Linked DNA regions of Mus musculus: regions 2, 3, 4 and 5 are each linked to region 1. A link is a contact called in public capture Hi-C and promoter capture Hi-C data. All regions are on one chromosome and are shown on one strand. The core of a region is the stretch at or near the end of the contact, and the rest is flanking DNA. Distances in the headings are between cores, read along the strand shown.

Region 1 (3,063 bases), core at 61-2,560:
AACTATCACACCCAACCCAGAATGGTATTTTTAAAAAGACTTTTCAATGTGTGTGTGTGTGTGTGTGTGTGTTTGTGTGTGTGTGTTATGTGTGACACATATATAGGGGCCAGCAGAGAGCAGAAAAAGGCAGTGGATCCCCTAGAGCTAGAATAAAGGGTAGTTATGTGCAGCCTGACTAGGACGCTGAGAACCAAATGTGGGCATCTAGAAGGGAATCAGGTGCTAAGCTATCTCTCCAGCCACCAGAATTATGTTTTGATATAGGTATATATCACGATTAAGTTAACTTTCACTAACATTTGCCTTTTTTGGTAGTGATTAAAATCTACCTTCTTAGAAAAATTTCAAGTGTAAGATATTAACTCTAGTCATCCTGGTGTATCATATATCTCCATTAGGTATTAATCTTACCTGAAACTTTGTACTCTGACCACCTCACACCCCACCCCCGCCAAGCCTGGGCAGAGGTTCATGCATGCTATGAAAGTACTCTGTCACCGAGTTACATTCCTAGAGAGTCAGGACTTCTTCTTTTTTTTTTTGTTTTTTTTGTTTGTTTTTAAAGATTTATTTATTTATTTTATGTAAGTACATCGTAGCTGTCTTCAGACACACCAGAAGAGGAAGTCAGATCTCATTCAGGATGGTTGTGAGCCACCATGTGGTTGCTGGGATTTGAACTCAGGACCTTCTGAAGAACAGCCAGTGCTCTTAACCCCTGAGCCATCTCTCCAGCCCGAGTCAGGACTTCTTAACCACCTAACTTTCTTTGATAAATGATTCATTTACAATGTTTCTTAAAAAAAAAAAAAGCTCAAGTTGCTCTTCTACCCTTAGGAAGAGAAAACAAGAAGCACATACACAAATTAAGGTCCTTAAAAGCAGTGACTAATCTGAAGCTCCGATACTGAACTCCAGGTCTGGGTCTGAAACTTGGATAGTTAGGGTGGTGGTGGTGATGTGTACGAATCCAGGAAAGACTTGATAAAATAATCGTACCTATGCAAGAAATTGAAAAACGTTCTTGCTGATTAGAACCTATCAACTTTTAAAACTTTTTTTTTCAACAAGCCCGGCTGGCAGAACTGCCGGGCACGCTGGTAGAGGCGCACACATTTCTCTACCCAAGTCAAAAAGTCCTCAGCAAACCTAGTTCCGGCTGCCACCGAGCCGGGAAGACAGCGAAGAGCTGGGCAGGCGAGCGCGAAGTAAGAGACCGGTGTCCCCCGGCTGCATTTACGCGAGCTGGCGAGACTTACGTCACGATTCCGACAACCCAGTCATCAGGCCAAGTCTTGCAGCCATCCAAAGCGCGGCGTGCTCACTCCTCGACGACGAGGTTCACTCTCACCGGTTGCCTCGAGTCCCAGCGCCCGTAGCAACCAAGGGTGACGGAAAGCGGAAGTGCTCTCTAGTTCCGCCTCCCTGTTAACCCAGGTCCGGTGAAGAAGCTTGTCAAGTCCAATCATCGCGGCGAGAATATCAATCAGCCAATAAAAGGGAAGCACGGGAGGGCGGGCTAAAAAGGTCGCGTGCGCACGCGCAGACGGCTGCAGGGTCCTTGGTGCTGTGGCGGTGTGGTTGATTAGGGTGCTGCTTTCAATCGTGTGGCCTTTGGGAACCCCGCGTAGCCACTGCCGCCTCCTTCTGTCCTCGCCATGTTCCTCACTCGGTCCGAGTACGACAGGTTCGTACGGCGGGAAGCAGCAGGGTCGAAATTTGGGTGGGCGGGCCTGGGGCCCGCGCCGCGGCCTGGGTTCTGCAGTGTCATGGGGCGCCCGGAGAACCTAAGTCTGGCGGGACCCGGGGAATCTGGTTCCCGAGGCGCCCGGCGAGATTCCCCAAGCTACACTGCAGCGGACCCGTTGCACTTGTCCCGCTGAGTCACCGCTAATCCTGACTCCCCGCGGAAGCGAGAGGCTGGGGCTGCTTGGGGCAGGCGGCGGAGAGGGATCGGGACCTTTAACCTGGAGTAGATTAGGGGGACACCAGCCTTGCGTCCGTCTTTTCAACCTAAGTCTGACTGCTTAGGAAAAAGAAAAGTGAAAGGAGTTTCCTTGAATAGAAGCTACCAGAGACTATTGGATGAGTTTGTAGGAATCCGTCCTGTGCTGTACATTTTAATCTTTTTTGAAGAGCGAAGGCAGTTTTCAGCTATGCTCGGATAAATATATTGCCTACAATCTGGTTTTGTGGGAACTTGAATGTACAGTGGTTCTCAGAAGAGTTTTAATACACTGATTCCATTTGACCAAAGTGTGTGTATGTGAGAGGAGGTTTGAAAGCAAGTTAATTTTAGTGTTGTGTTGAAAGCTAAATGTTTTGTAAAGTCAAAGCTGTGTGGTTGTGTTTATTAAAAGAGCAGACAACCTAAAAACTTTCAAGTCTCGAAAATGCTAACTAATACTGTCATAAATGCTGTAGATACTGTAACTTTCAGTTTCTGTTTTGAGCAGTTTTGCAAACCACTGGGTTCCTTTAAAAGTTAGGGAAAGCAGACATTTTCTTAGTTCCAGGTTACCACTGAGAAATTACTTTTCTTGGCAAGTATGTATTGAGCCTGTCAAAATATATATATGTCATTCCAGGTGCCACAATTTTGACAGGCTCAATACATACTTATATATACACATATATACATACATATTAATCTCCATCCTTTTGCTGACTCAGAAAATATCGGTGAAGTTTTAAAACTATTTCCTGTTGTCAAGTAAAATGGTCGTTAACACTTGGCTTCCAGAGTATTGAAGAGAGTCATCTTTAGGTGATAAAATGTTAAGAAAATTGTGATCCTCATCTGAAAGGCTTTACTGAGCTTTGCCCATTTATTTATATGAACTAGTTGCTTTGTGGATTTTTTTCTTTTGTATTTGCTAAGACTAAATAAAGCCCAGGCCTCTATTTAGCTAATGTTCTTGAGCGTTGGCTGTGTTCAAGAAGCACTGTTTAGGGAGCTGGTTTTACAGCAGTGAGCAGAATCAAGATCTCTACCCTCCTGTTTGCAACAGTAACTGTAATGTGAGACAGAAATGTATTGATGTTACTAGAGGAATCTAA
Region 2 (3,425 bases), core at 493-2,992, 310 kb before region 1:
AGAACTGTTGGCTGGATAGGAGAGCTTGATAAATCAGTATGGGTGGGTTCACATTCCAAAGAGGACATGCATGGAACTGAACACAGGCCCTTCCTTGACTCCTGCTGCAAACCCTGTCTATACCACACAGTGCAGACTCACAAAGTCAGCGCTGTAGCAAAGCATGCCCATCTGAATTCGAGTGTCCATGACCTGTTTCTCCAAAATGTCCACACGGATCCTCTCCTCCTCTGTCTCTCCACCTGCAGCACACACAGCCCAGACTCACTCTCAGCAGCCCACCCTTGCCAAGACCAGGGTAGGTGGCCATGGTCCCCCACCCTGCAGCCAGCCCCACTCACACAGGTTGTGCTTCCGGCCAAGGTAGCGCAGGATGGCATTGCTCTGGGTGACCTTGTGTGACCCATCAATTAAGTAGGGCAGCTGGATGGACAAGCAGGGAAGGTCAGATGGGATATGAGGTCCCTCCATCCCTTCCCTGGGTGAGAGAAGACACAGGGCCTGGCACTCAGTGTGCCTGCCGTGGGAAGCCCTCCATGGGCACAGTGTGCACTGAATGAGAGAGCTGGGACACAGCCCATCACAGAACACTGTGCAGCCAGCAGGGATGGAGCAGGAGAGCAGAAACACTGATCCTAAACCCTCAGCCAGGCCAGGAGATGAGGTGAGATCACCATGTCTTCCCCAAACTTCCCCTTCACAGCACCTACATTGGGAAAGTCCAGGTCCAGCTTGAACTTGTCATTCAGCCACTGGCTTCTGTCATAGTCAGGAGCTGTGGTGGACAAGAGGATGTGAAAAGGACGTCACGACGTCTAAGCCCCCTTCACAAGAAGTCAAAGGCAGGACCCCTTGTGCAAGGAATATGCAGTCTGACCCAGTAAGTCTTTCCAACCAAAGCTGCACACTTGAATAGCACAGCTATGTAGTGAGTAAAAGCCAATCCAAGCCCAGGAGCTATTGAATGGCTATAGGCCTTTCAATGACTAACTAAGGCTTACAAAAGCACTAGGCCTGCAGTGCCTGTAGTGGGCAAACCTCACCCAATTACAGTCAGAATAGGGCCAGCATGTTACAACCATGATTCTATATTGACAACCAAAGCTGCACCCTCAAGGAAGTTTCTGGAAGGGATAAGCTCTGGGTTTGCCTGAAGGAGATCCACAAAGCTAAGAAACAGAGAGATAGATAGAAGCTGCTGGGCACCAGTGGACAGAAGTTGGGGAAGAGTGTGACCAGAAGAATGTCATTACCGTCCCCCATGGCGTATCTCTTCTCTTCATAGCCTGTTTCTGTGTATTCCAGGAGCAGGCGGATGGCGTGACCCAGCTGTGAGAGATAGTGGGTAACATAAGTCCGTTAGTGAAATCCTTCACCACCTCTAGGGACGCCTTTACACCTTTCACTAAGAAGAGAGGAAGGGAGGCGGGGGAGAGGGAGAAAGGCAGGGACAGAGTTTGGACTGGGGGGTGTGGCTCTGACAGAGAGGGGGAGGGGGGGTCAAGGAAAACCCGATGGGAATCTTCTTCGTGGAACCAAGCCTGTAGTCCCGCTTTGTGTTCTGACCCTGGGCCCTTCCCGCCTAGCAGCCCAACCTCCCACTCACTCCACGGATATCCCAATAACCCAGAGTCACGGGCATGATTGCTATTCCAGCCTCGAAGACTGTGCAGTCAGTCACTGGTCGGGAAAGACTCTGTAATGCTCAGCTGATGAGTCTGAGAACAGGTCCGGAGCTGCTCTGCCCCTCCCCAAAGGAACCAACCGTGGAACCATAAAGCCCAACCCACTGTAACAAGTAAAAGCCAATCTAATTCCAGGAGCTATCATCCGAAGGCGGGTCTGAGCTTTCAGATACCGAAGGCAGTGATTGATTGGCAGGCCTGCTTCCATCTGCCCCCTGCTGGATTCTCAGGAAGTTGGCAGTATCCCTGGAGACAGGCCAGCTAGGACCTGTTCTGCCCATCTCCTTTCCTGGTAGATCAGTTTTTCACACCTAGACTCTGGGAATCTGGGCTCAGATCTCAACATATGCATAAAAAGGCATTGCTTCAACCTGAGAGTCTGTTCTTGTACTCATGCTGGAAACAAGGGTTCTGCCAGTCTGACAAACTCCAGACTTCATTGTCCATACAACCTGGAGGTACAGGAGCAGTGAAATGGGAATGACCCAGGACAGGGCCAAACAGAAAAGCAAGCAGTCTCTGTATTTCTCTTGGGGGATCTGAGGCTGTCTCAATTCCTTTCTTATTGCTGTGACAAACACCATGATCAAGGCAGCTTGCATGGCCATCATGGTGAGGAACACAGTAGCAGGGGAGCAGGCAGGCATGGGGCTAGAGCAGTAGCTGAGAGCTCGCATCTATCTGACTCACAAGCAGGAGGCAGGGGAGAGAGAGAAGGAGGGAGGGATGGAGGGAGGGAAGGAGGGAGGGAGGTAGGAGAGGTAACTGGGAATTGCGTATGTTTTTGAAATCTCAAAGCCTACCCCAGTGACACACCTCCTCCAGCAAGGCCACACCTCCTAATCCTTCCCAAGCAGTTTCACCAACTGAGGACCAAGCACCCAACTGTATGAGCCTATAGGAGGTATTCTACAGGGTCATCAAGGTAGTGACTATATAAATTAATAGGCACTTTGGCCATACTTGAGAGCCAAATCCAAGAATCAAACACAGAGAGGCCTTGTGAAACTGAAAGAGTCCCACCACCATGGACAGAACCCCAAACTCAAAGGCACAGTAGCCTGGAGGGACCAGATACCTCTCCTGATTCTAAGGGACAACAGAATGCTGTCCGGAAAGGACCTTGAAGGACTCTGCAGAGGACCAAGTCCCTTAGAGTCGAATTCTCAGCTATCTAACTCATTTCAGCCCTGGCCGCAGCTCCTGGCTTTTGTGTATCTGGGCATAAGAGGGTTGCTCAATGTCCTTCATCATGGCACCTGTGGTTAAAACTCACAGACAAAATCCTACCAATGTCAGAGAGCCCCGGTTCCCTTTAATCAGATTCTTAGCATCAGTGATAAATGAGTTTGAAAACAGACTTGAGGGGAAGGGGCATGGGAATGGCTCACTTGATAAGTATTTGCCAGACCAGTATTAAAATATCAGTACAACCCATGTGACAAAGCTTGCCGTGGTGGCAGGTGCTTCCCAGCGCTGGGGAGGTGAAGAAATACGGCTCCAGCAGGGTGAACTGCCTGGGGGCCAGTTCGGCTGACTCAACAGACTCCATGTTCAGTGAGAGAGCCGTCTCAAAAACTACGTACAAAGTGATTGATAAAGACACCAAATGTCAACCTCTAACCTCCACATACACATGTGTACATGTGTGTTCACAGGAACACAGAGATATAACCCAGGGCTCAGCGACAGGGAGTCAAAATTCAGCTCAACGAGGGGGCAGAAGAATGAATGAGTAAG
Region 3 (3,429 bases), core at 688-3,187, 280 kb after region 1:
CTTTGTTAACTCTGCAAAATGTGGGAGGTTTGAAAACAAAAGTCTAGCACTGCAGGAGGAAAGCCAAGGGTCAAATGTAGTTGAGGTGCTGAGGGGTTCAAATAGTCCTTGTAGCTAGGTCCCAGCCATGGGGTCACTTCATTTTTAATTTTTTTAAAATTTTGTGTATATGAATGCTTGCCTGTGTGCATGAATGTGTACTGCACGCCTGCAGTGCCCTCAGAGACCAAGAGAGAGCGTCAAATCCCCTGAAACTGGAATTACAGATGGCTGTGAGCTGTCATATGCCTTCTGAGAACTGAGTTCAGATTTTCTACAAAGGCAGCAAGTTCTCTTCACCCCTGAGCCAGAGCCATTTTTTCCTCCCTTTGTGGAACATGCTATGTCCTAGAACCCGATTTGTAGATTAAGCTGGCCTCAAACTCACAAAGACCCACCTGCCTCTGCCTCCTAAGTGCTGGCGATTAAAGGGATGCAACACCAAGTCCAGTACCTATGGGCCACTCAAATATTAATGAATCCCACTTGCTTCTTTTGTGATTTGCTATGTTGTAGATAGGCTAGTGGTTAGGACCCTCCATAATTGTATTTATGGGACTGCACTGGCATTGTTAATTAACACTGGTGACTTAAAGGACTATTTTAACCCCTCAAAACCTTAGCTAGGTTTGATATTTAGCATCTCCCCTACAGTGCTAGACTTTTGACATGTTTTCAAATCTCTCACATTCTGCATAAATTTTATTCTGCCTTCCCCAATATACTTTTTGTAAATATTTCAATGTTGTCTCTACCATATGTTTTTAAGTCACTTACAGCACAAACCAAATATCGTTATTTCACTAATACCAAAACTATTTAACTTTGGTATTCCTATTGTCTTGTCATATGTCCCCCCAAAAACCAATTTTCAAAATCATTTTTGTTGTTGTGGTTGTTAGAAGACATTCACTACCTCTTTTGTGAATTATGTTGTTAACATTTTAGAGACACCTTGAAAAGGACTTGTGGCATATGCTAACATAAGTTCAAAGGAAAGAGTGGGGGGGGATATGTTGTAGAATTCAAAATCTAGAGAAGGTGGGACATGTGCTAAACACTAACCAAAGTGTGCAAGGGAACAGGCAAAGCGTTCCAGGAGGGCCTCAGCCAGCAGCTGCGAGCAACTGGATGTTAACACAGAGGGCACTTACTAGGTAGGATCCTACGGCTGGTCTCCCGAGCTTCCCACCCTCAGACCCAAGGGCTTCTGACCCCAGTCTACTACCAGTCCTTAACTTTACTTTTATCCCAGTTCCCTCCTTTCCTCTTTCTGTTTGGTCTCTCGATGTTTCCAATCACTCTCTAGGTAATTTCACCCATCTGGGAAGCAGCTACTGTCTTCTTTCTCTTTCTTTCTGAGAACTGTCACTCTTTCGGACCTTACTCCCTGAGCCAGAGCTGCTGAGAGCTCCTGAGGGTGATCTATTTTAGGAGTCCTCCGATGGGCTGGCCTCCCCCATGACGACACCAGCCTGCTTCCCTCGCTCCAGCTCCTACTCATCCCTAGAAAAAAATTGAACTCTATGGCCCCTGAAACTGTGACTGGATCTCCAAGGTCTCTATCTGGATCTAGGCTTTTTAGCTCTTTTTTTTTTTTTTTTTTTTTTTTCCCAAAGTGAGATCAGGTCAAGGGGGTGGAGTGGACAGTACCTCTTTGCAGGCGTGAAGCTCGGGTCCGGTTCCCAGGGTCACCTGGAAGGTGGTCCCAGCCCAAAGCAACAGCCACAGAAGCCGGGGTGTGCGCCTTTCAGTTTTTCCTCCGTCTCTGGCAGAAGGATGGGGGTTGTGACCAGGCTCTGCCATAGCGCTGTCCTGAGCCAGCGGCAGTAGCGGCTCAGGTGCTGCGGTGGCTGCTTATGCTGGCAGAGGAGGAAAAAAAAAAAAAAAAAAAAAAAGAGGAGGGAGGTACACAGGGGGAGGATGCAAGGGGCTGGACTCGCTTCAGTCACCTCCCTGCGGCTACGCCAAGGCAGCCCATCCTTCTTCCTCCCTCGGTCCTCTCCTCCTCCTATCCATGTCGCCTTGACAACCGCATCCTCTTCGCTCAGCGCGGGTGGGGCAGGGACCACGCGCGCCTGTGCGGCTCACCTGCCGGTCTCCATGGCAGCCGCCACCGCTGGCGCGCGGCGTGGGAGTGCACGAGCCAGGGTTTGCAACTAACCGAACAGGCTTACGTAAAGCACGCAGTAGAGAAACCCTCCAAAACATCTGCAGCAGCTCATTTCGCACCTATTACTCTTCCGGGCAGGGGGCTATTTCTAAGCATATCTTATTTTGTAAACATGGCATGTAAAACGATTAGGGGAAGACAGGCGTCTTCGTTATCTTCCAGGGATGGTCTCCTAGAGTGGCCCCAGCACTAACTGCAAAAACTAGTTCCATCCTTCCTCCCCACCAAATCCATCCACGTTTTTACAGCCGTCTCAGTGAGCAACCATGACGTCTGCATAGTTAAACAGCAAGGAGTGTGACCTAATCGACAGTTTTGCAAGTAGGACACGTGAGATCTTTGAGATATATATATATATATATATATATATATATATATATATATATATATATATATATATATATATATATTGACATTCTCTTACTCTCGTTGATTTGAAAATGGGGAAGCTCTCTTTTAGGTGAAAGCGAGAAGGAAACATTTGGGTCATCTTTTAGTGTTTCTTTCGTCAGCTTTCGCAGAAATCCCATGCCTTGGGAAGCCAGCGTTTTCCAACAGAGGCTCCAGAGTGCGTATCCAGGTCGCCTTCCCTCCATTCACAGCAGCCTCCTCTCAAGGAGCCTTCTTAGTTGAACCGCCAGGTGGCGCATCAGAATACATCTGTCATAACTGGAGGGATAGCTGCCTAGCAACTAAAAATTGGGCGTTCCAAACAATTGGGACCCGGGATCCTCTGCGAACCAGGTCGTGCTGAGGCTGCACTAGTCTCCAGGGAGTAAGCGTGCGTCTCTGGGCCTTTAAACATGCTTCAGCCTCAGGAAACTTTCTCGAACCCTGCCTTACGCGACGAAGACAAACATTTGGGAAATCTGTGGGCTTCTAAGGTACATTGAGGTTTCCTCAGCAAATTCCCAGTGGGGCCTGCAGGAAATTCTTGGTAACCTAACTCTGATGAGATCACCAAGTATCAAAGAAATCTGTTTTCTGCCTGTCTCCTAGGTCCGCTATTTGCGTCTGATAACGTTTTGGAAGTGGTTTTGAGCAGAGGGAAGGGAACTGAGCTCTAATGTAGAACAAGGTCTGTCAAAGCAGTGATGGGGAATATAAATGATGGGGAAATATAATAATAGTCAGGGTTCCACCAAGCTACCCTTTTGTCTTGGCTTGGCATGTGTACTCCAAAGACAGATGAGAGGTAGAATGGAAGAAAATCTCTG
Region 4 (2,995 bases), core at 286-2,785, 360 kb before region 1:
AAGTTAATTTGTTGCTGGCTTTTGTTTTCTTGGGAGGAATCAACCCAGGCATTATACAGTCACATGTCTCTGTACCATTTCTTCTTTATTTTAGAAAAATGTCCTTTTACAAAGTCTGAAGTTTGAGTCAGTTAAACTAACGGGGAGACATAATTTCCCACACCCAGACTTGGGGCTCCGGGAGGCCTGGTGTCTTAGTCAGGATTTCTATTCCTGCACAAACATCATGACCAAGAAGCAGTTGGGGAGGAAAGGGTTTATTCAGCTTACATTTCCACATTGCTGTTCATCACTGAAAGAAGTCAGGACTGGAACTCAAGCAGGTCAGGAAGCAGGAGCTGATGAAGAGGCCATGAAGGGCTGTTCCTTACTGGCTTGCTTCCCCTGGCTTGCTCAGCCTGCCCTCTTATAGAACCCAAGACACCCAGCCCAGGGATGGTCCCACCCGCAAGGGGCCTTTCCCCTTTTGTGCTGTTTTACTCCACAATATGCTTATCATTTTCCGACTAACTTGTGGATCCTGAGCATCAGAATGAGGTTACCTGGGGCTGGAGAGATGACTCAGCAGTTAAGAGCACCAACTGCTCTTCCAGAGGTCCTGAGTTCAATTCCCAGCAACCACAAGGTGGCTCACAACAGTCTATAGTGGGATCCAATGCCCTCTTCTGGTGTGACTGAAGAGAGAGAGCGACAGTATACTCACATATATAAAATGAATAAATAAATCTTTTTTAAAAGATGAGGTTACCCTTAGTGGAGTTGTGTTTTAAATGTAAGGTACTAAAACAAAAAAATAGAAGACATCTCAATAATTTTCATACTACATTCTGAAACAGTATATATTGGGCTACGTAAGTATACTATGGATTCATTGCCTCCTTAAAAAAAAAAAAACTAGAAGCAAACCATTTAAAAACAATCATATGTCTGTCTTGCATTATACTGCTAGTGAACATTATGATCTAGATCCTATACACTCCCCACAGAGCAGAGAGAAAACACTCACACCCTCTGTCTGTCTGGCTGTCCATACCCTTTGCAACCTGCCCCAAATGCTTAATGTTTTGACTCCTCCCATAAACCAGCCTAACTCGACAGCACCTGCTGTTTATCTTGCATAGCTATTTGTCACCTTTCGGTGTTTGCTCTACCCTCCTCTTTCCTGGAGTGTCCTTTGAGGCATTTCCAATGTGCATGACCTATCCTTTTTCACAGTGGACCTGTTTAGTGTCCCCAGCCTCCCTCAGTCTTCACAGAGCCATTTGTATCTTACATAGAAAATGTTTCTATCCCCAAAGTACCTTATACCTGAATCGTTTCCTACCTCGTAGTTTTATGTGCCAGCTCAACTGTGCAACATGACTCACGCTTCCCGGGTAACTAAGGTCCAGGCCCCCACTGCCAGAAGAGTAGATGAAGCATCAACAGCCCTGGGAGAAGTTCACACCGGAGGATTTCAGGAGCCGCAGCAGCTGCGCCTGCGCACCGCCCACTGACCACGCGGAGGGCGGGTGGAGCATAGAGCGAGAGAGGAGGAGACAGTTCGGTCGCGTCAGCCCGGCCCACAGCGTCCAGTATAAAGTTAGCCGCCCACAGTCCATCGCTGTATCCCCGAAGGGGCTAAGATCGCCCAAAATGTCATCCAAGTCTATGGTTCTGGGTTACTGGGATATCCGCGGGGTGAGTGGTCCCTCGCCAGCCCAGCCTCTGGGACAGAGAGGTGCAGGCGGCCGGGCGGGGGTCAGGGGCCGGTGGGCCGATCTCCAGCCTACCTATGGGGTCCCCAGGACTGTGGGTAGAGGAATAAGGTACTGGAAGTTCCCGGGCGTGAGCGAAGGGGCTGCCTAAGGACAATTTCCCTGGACAGGACGCAGGAGCTTGGCAGCGTTGGGTTGGGGACATTGACGGAGGGGGCCTGCGAGCAAGTGGGCACTGCGCAGGCGCGCTGACCGGGGTCTTTCTCCATCCCCTGCTTTTAGCTGGCTCATGCTATCCGCATGCTTCTGGAGTTTACTGATACCAGCTATGAGGAGAAACGGTACATCTGTGGGGAAGGTAATGAATGTCTGTGGGTGCGCTACAGTTGTTTTTTACCCAGAGGGTTGTACCACACCAAGATGGTGTGGGACCCCCTGCTCCTGTAAGCTGGGAACTTTGCCAAGAGAGGCCCATAGAGTTATCTCTTGCTGTTCAGGCCCATCTTTGCAGAAACTCAAGGGTTAGTTTTTGGGGATTGGGAACTTGAGATAACAGGTCTAAGTCTCAGCTAGGTCGGTAACGGGCTTGGGTCCCACTTCTCTCTTACAGCTCCTGACTATGATAGAAGCCAATGGCTGGACGTGAAATTCAAGCTAGATCTGGACTTTCCTAACGTAGGTGGTTTTGGAGGAGTGGGCAGAAGGGAAGGCCTTCAAGTGTATCTGTTTTCACTTCATCTCTGGCTTGGGAGCATCTAGATAGAGACTCTTCACGTTTATAGAATGGATAGAATTCAAGGGTCATTGAACAGAACTGAGAATAACATTTTATTTCCTACTAACGTCTGAGAAACACTAATATTCTCCTCTTAAAGGCAGGCTATAAGAGACATGAGTTGATAGCCAGGTCTGTGACTTTATCACTGATAGATTCCAGGTATTTTCATGGTATCCTAAATGTATCCTCATGTGTCCTGGTTGTTAAAACACCTATTTTTTTTTTAAATGTATCCATAATCACCCTACTTTTACATACTTTAAGGTATAAAATATTTACATTTTGCTTTTTAAACGTCTATATGCCACACATACATTCACAGTGACACACAGGATTAAGCACCCTTGTCTAGAGTCAGGTGAGGACCCAGTGCTACTTTCTATTTATTTAGTTATTTCTCCTGGCTTCTACTCTCACACACCTTGCAAGTCTTCTCTTTTCCAGAGGAGTGGCGGTCCTGGAGGACTAGGTTCACATTAACTTTCCCCTTCTAGCTGCCCTACCTCATGGACGGGAAGAA
Region 5 (2,991 bases), core at 425-2,924, 500 kb before region 1:
CTTCCTCCCACCCACTGCCTCAGCCTCTGACTATGAGAGCAGCCTGGAAACTGCGGCAGTCTCTGAGCACTTCAAGACATCATGTTCCATTTTCCAATCAGTACAGTCTGCAGACAGAGACCCGGCCTGACTGCCTGGCTGAACCTCGGCCTCCTCTCTTTCCTCTTATGTCTCCTTGTAGTCTTTCTTTTCTTCCCTCTTCTCTCTTTATGCTTGTTGCATGTGGGATAACTTCCTCCCTTCCCCTCCTCCTAACCCCACCTTCTGCCTCTCACTGAGCCCCTCTCTCTGCTGTTCTACTTTTCTCTCCTCCCAGACACCTGCAACGCGCTGCCCATCACAAGTTCGGTTCCTACCCTCCAGGTTTTCCCTCTCATTCTCTTCTGAAGCAAACCCACTTGCTGTGGATTGAAAGTACCATCCTTCACTCTGTAAGAGCCATGCTATCATCTGCTGCCATTACTGGAGACAGCTTCTGAGCAGCCCATTATCAGCTGCAGCTCTGAACTCTCCTTGCACTTTCTTTCCTCAGTCAGCCGCAGAGTCTAGAATAGCCCCATCTCATTTTCTTCAAGAAAAGATTCGGGTCCAGCTCCCCTCAAAGAGCCACCCAAGTCCCTAATAGTTCCTACACATCCATTGAACAAGTAGCAGCATGCCCATCTCTCTCTCTCTCTCTCTCTCTCTCTCTCTCTCTCTGCCAACAGGTTGCTCAGCACAGGTCCTGGTGTAAAGCTGAGTGAGCCTGAATTTTCCCTACCCTGAAGGCCCACTCCCAACTGGGGCCTAAAACATGTGCAACAACCAAAGAAAGATATCTACTGGGGATGATGCCACACTCGGATCTTGTGTCACTCGGAACCTGGAGACCTGGTTGACCATTCTGGCAGACATTGGGCCTGTGCCAATCCCTGCGATACCCCCCCCCCCCAGACCCCCATCTCTCTCTCCAGCCTGTGGGTAGCTCAGTGTTCTCCTCCGTGCAATGGGATGAGCAGCCTTCTCTTTACCTCGCAAAGCGCTGCAGCCCCAGGAGCAGCTATTGAAATACCGCGGGCCTCAGCCGTAGCTTAGAAGCAGTAAGGAAGCCAGAACCCAGGGCCGAGAAGCCTGGGCAGCTGGCGAGAAGGGGCTGTCCGCTCCAAGTGGCCCCGCAGAGCCGCCTGCTGCTTGCTGCAGAGCTCCTGCCCCAGCCCGGCCCGGGCCCCGCGCGCCACGGTTGCAGCTTACCGAAGAAGGGCAGCGCCCCGCGGCGCCCCGCGCGGTCATACGGGCAGCTGGGTCCCGGCACGGCGTGTTGGCCGCCCTGGTTCGCTCGCTCCCTTGCTCGCTAGTGGCTGAAGAGCCCGCGCCCCGGTCGAGGGCCACGCCGCTGTCCTGGGATGCAGAGAGCCGCAGCGACACCGAGAGCACCGAGGCAAACTTTCACTTTCCCCTGGCCGAGCTTCGCTGGCCAGCCCTCGGCACAGCCTTTTAAGCGGGCGGGCTGGCGGGGCATGTGGTTTATGGGAAATCACCCTGGCTCTCCGCCAGACACACACAGACATACACACACACAAACACACTCACAGGCACTGACACATACTACACCCCAGAGGCCCACTGAGCCGCCGACTCCCTTCCCCCAAGCGGGCCGCCTGGTCGTCCCCGCTAGCTCTCTTCCCCGTCGCTCTGTGGCTGTGCAGCCTCCTCAAAGTAACCCGGGCTCCACCGCCCTCCCCCGCCCTTCTCGAGCTCTGGACAAGACACTGCCTTTCCTTCTGTGCTCGCCACTCTTGTCAATCTCGTGTGATTGTTCTCGGTCTAATGCTGGCCCCTAGGGACTTTCCCTCAAGGCCCGAAAATCCTCAAATCTGAGCAGGAAACGGACAGAGTACATTGAACAGGACTTGAATGGGGATGGACCAACGCCTCTCTGCTGCAGCTCCATTCAAGTCCCTCATGGAACCCAGGGCAGCAGGTTTGCAGATTGGCTTGCTCCCTCCTATGCATTGTTCAAAGAATCTACTATACTACTATACTATCCTCTCCCCTGGCTGTAGGGAGAAGTGGGGAGCATCCAGCTACCTGGGTAGGAGAGGAAGGACTTGGTCCTGTGACAACTAGCTGGGTGTTTCTGCACTCTGCCAGGAGACACTTCAGGTGCTTAACCTGAAAGCACTGGCTGGCCCCCTGCTCCTGGGCTGCCAAACCCAGCTTATGTGGAAAGGTTGGTGTGCCTGGACTCTAGATTTCCCTCAACTCTGTTGGAAATGCATTTGTGCAATCACATTTTGTCTTTACATGAGAATGGATCTAGATTAACCTATCAAGAGGAGCCTATTAATTATATTGCCAACGTCAGGATCTTTTTCTTCCTTCCATTTATCCTGATTCAATGTGTTTCAATCCCGTCATGCCCAGATGAGTGGTCTGGTCTCAAAGGGGCACTTTTGTCACGTGTCCTCCATTTCCTTGCACTACCTAGCTCAGAGCAACAACGTCCCTCATAAACCTTTGCTCAGGCTGCTTCCTCGGACATGAAGTCTTCCTTTCCCCCATCCATCTTAAGGTGAATGTCTCACCTTTTAAGGTTATAATCACATCTTATCCTTGTCTTGCAAAGCCTTCTGGGATGCTTCAGGCTGATGGATAATTCCTTCTTTCTGTGTTCCCACTGGACGCAACCCATTCCTCCCAGTTAAGTTGGCATTCATTCATTCATTCATTCATTCTCTACATTATTTTAAACTGGTGGTTCTCAACTTGTGGGTGGCAACCTCTTTGGGGGGTCACAAGTCAGATATCCTGCATATCATATGCTTTACATTATGATTCATAACAGTAGCAAAATTACACTTGTGAAGTAGCAATGGAATAATTTTGTGGTTGGGGCGCCACCACAACATGAGGAACTGTATTGAAAGGTCTCAGCATTGAGAAGGTTTAGAACCACTGAATACTAGTGATAGTAGTGATTACGTTTAGAATCACTGAATACTAGTGATAGTA

What was found. Promoter capture Hi-C pulls out the DNA fragments that hold promoters and counts their contacts. Capture Hi-C pulls out chosen DNA fragments and counts their contacts.
Region 2: a capture Hi-C map of macrophages shows a contact between it and region 1, with 2.4 times the contacts expected there. The contact joins the promoter of Gstm6 here to the promoter of Psma5 in region 1. A contact is called at or near these places in 2 of 39 promoter capture datasets (the 3T3-L1 cell line and cranial neural crest), 3 of 115 datasets of contacts at active chromatin or transcription factors (embryonic stem cells and stem cell-derived neural progenitor cells) and 1 of 9 other capture datasets (macrophages).
Region 3: a promoter capture Hi-C map of pancreatic islet shows a contact between it and region 1. The contact joins the promoter of Elapor1 here to the promoter of Psma5 in region 1. A contact is called at or near these places in 1 of 39 promoter capture datasets (liver), 1 of 115 datasets of contacts at active chromatin or transcription factors (memory CD8 T cells) and 1 of 9 other capture datasets (pancreatic islet).
Region 4: a contact with region 1 is called in a promoter capture Hi-C map of stem cell-derived epiblast-like cells, with 5 times the contacts expected there. The contact joins the promoter of Gstm5 here to the promoter of Psma5 in region 1. A contact is called at or near these places in 3 of 39 promoter capture datasets (embryonic stem cells, liver and stem cell-derived epiblast-like cells).
Region 5: a promoter capture Hi-C map of neutrophils shows a contact between it and region 1, with 2.2 times the contacts expected there. The contact joins the promoter of Csf1 here to the promoter of Psma5 in region 1. A contact is called at or near these places in 3 of 39 promoter capture datasets (liver, macrophages and neutrophils) and 1 of 115 datasets of contacts at active chromatin or transcription factors (bone marrow-derived macrophages).

The regions. Positions count from the first base shown.
Region 1 is chr3:108,255,616-108,258,678 of GRCm38.p6, forward strand. Psma5 (proteasome subunit alpha 5) reads left to right here and starts at 1,311. Exons shown (of 9, transcript NM_011967.3): 1 at 1,311-1,690. The coding sequence starts at 1,662.
Region 2 is chr3:107,941,992-107,945,416 of GRCm38.p6, forward strand. It overlaps Gstm6 (glutathione S-transferase, mu 6), which reads right to left and starts at 1,743. Exons shown (of 8, transcript NM_008184.4): 1 at 1,607-1,743; 2 at 1,254-1,329; 3 at 711-775; 4 at 342-423; 5 at 142-242. The coding sequence starts at 1,642.
Region 3 is chr3:108,534,604-108,538,032 of GRCm38.p6, forward strand. It overlaps Elapor1 (endosome-lysosome associated apoptosis and autophagy regulator 1), which reads right to left and starts at 1,938. Exons shown (of 22, transcript NM_001346518.1): 1 at 1,693-1,938. The coding sequence starts at 1,845. It overlaps 1700013F07Rik (RIKEN cDNA 1700013F07 gene), which reads left to right and starts at 2,981. Exons shown (of 5, transcript NM_029314.1): 1 at 2,981-3,096. The coding sequence starts at 3,016.
Region 4 is chr3:107,894,319-107,897,313 of GRCm38.p6, forward strand. Gstm5 (glutathione S-transferase, mu 5) reads left to right here and starts at 1,536. Exons shown (of 8, transcript NM_010360.2): 1 at 1,536-1,680; 2 at 1,980-2,055; 3 at 2,308-2,372; 4 at 2,970-2,995. The coding sequence starts at 1,636. 4933431E20Rik (RIKEN cDNA 4933431E20 gene) reads right to left here and starts at 1,895. Exons shown (of 3, transcript NR_015459.1): 1 at 1,325-1,895.
Region 5 is chr3:107,758,795-107,761,785 of GRCm38.p6, forward strand. It overlaps Csf1 (colony stimulating factor 1 (macrophage)), which reads right to left and starts at 1,675. Exons shown (of 9, transcript NM_007778.4): 1 at 1,231-1,675. The coding sequence starts at 1,269. All of the region lies in intron 1 of Gm40121 (a long non-coding RNA gene), which reads left to right.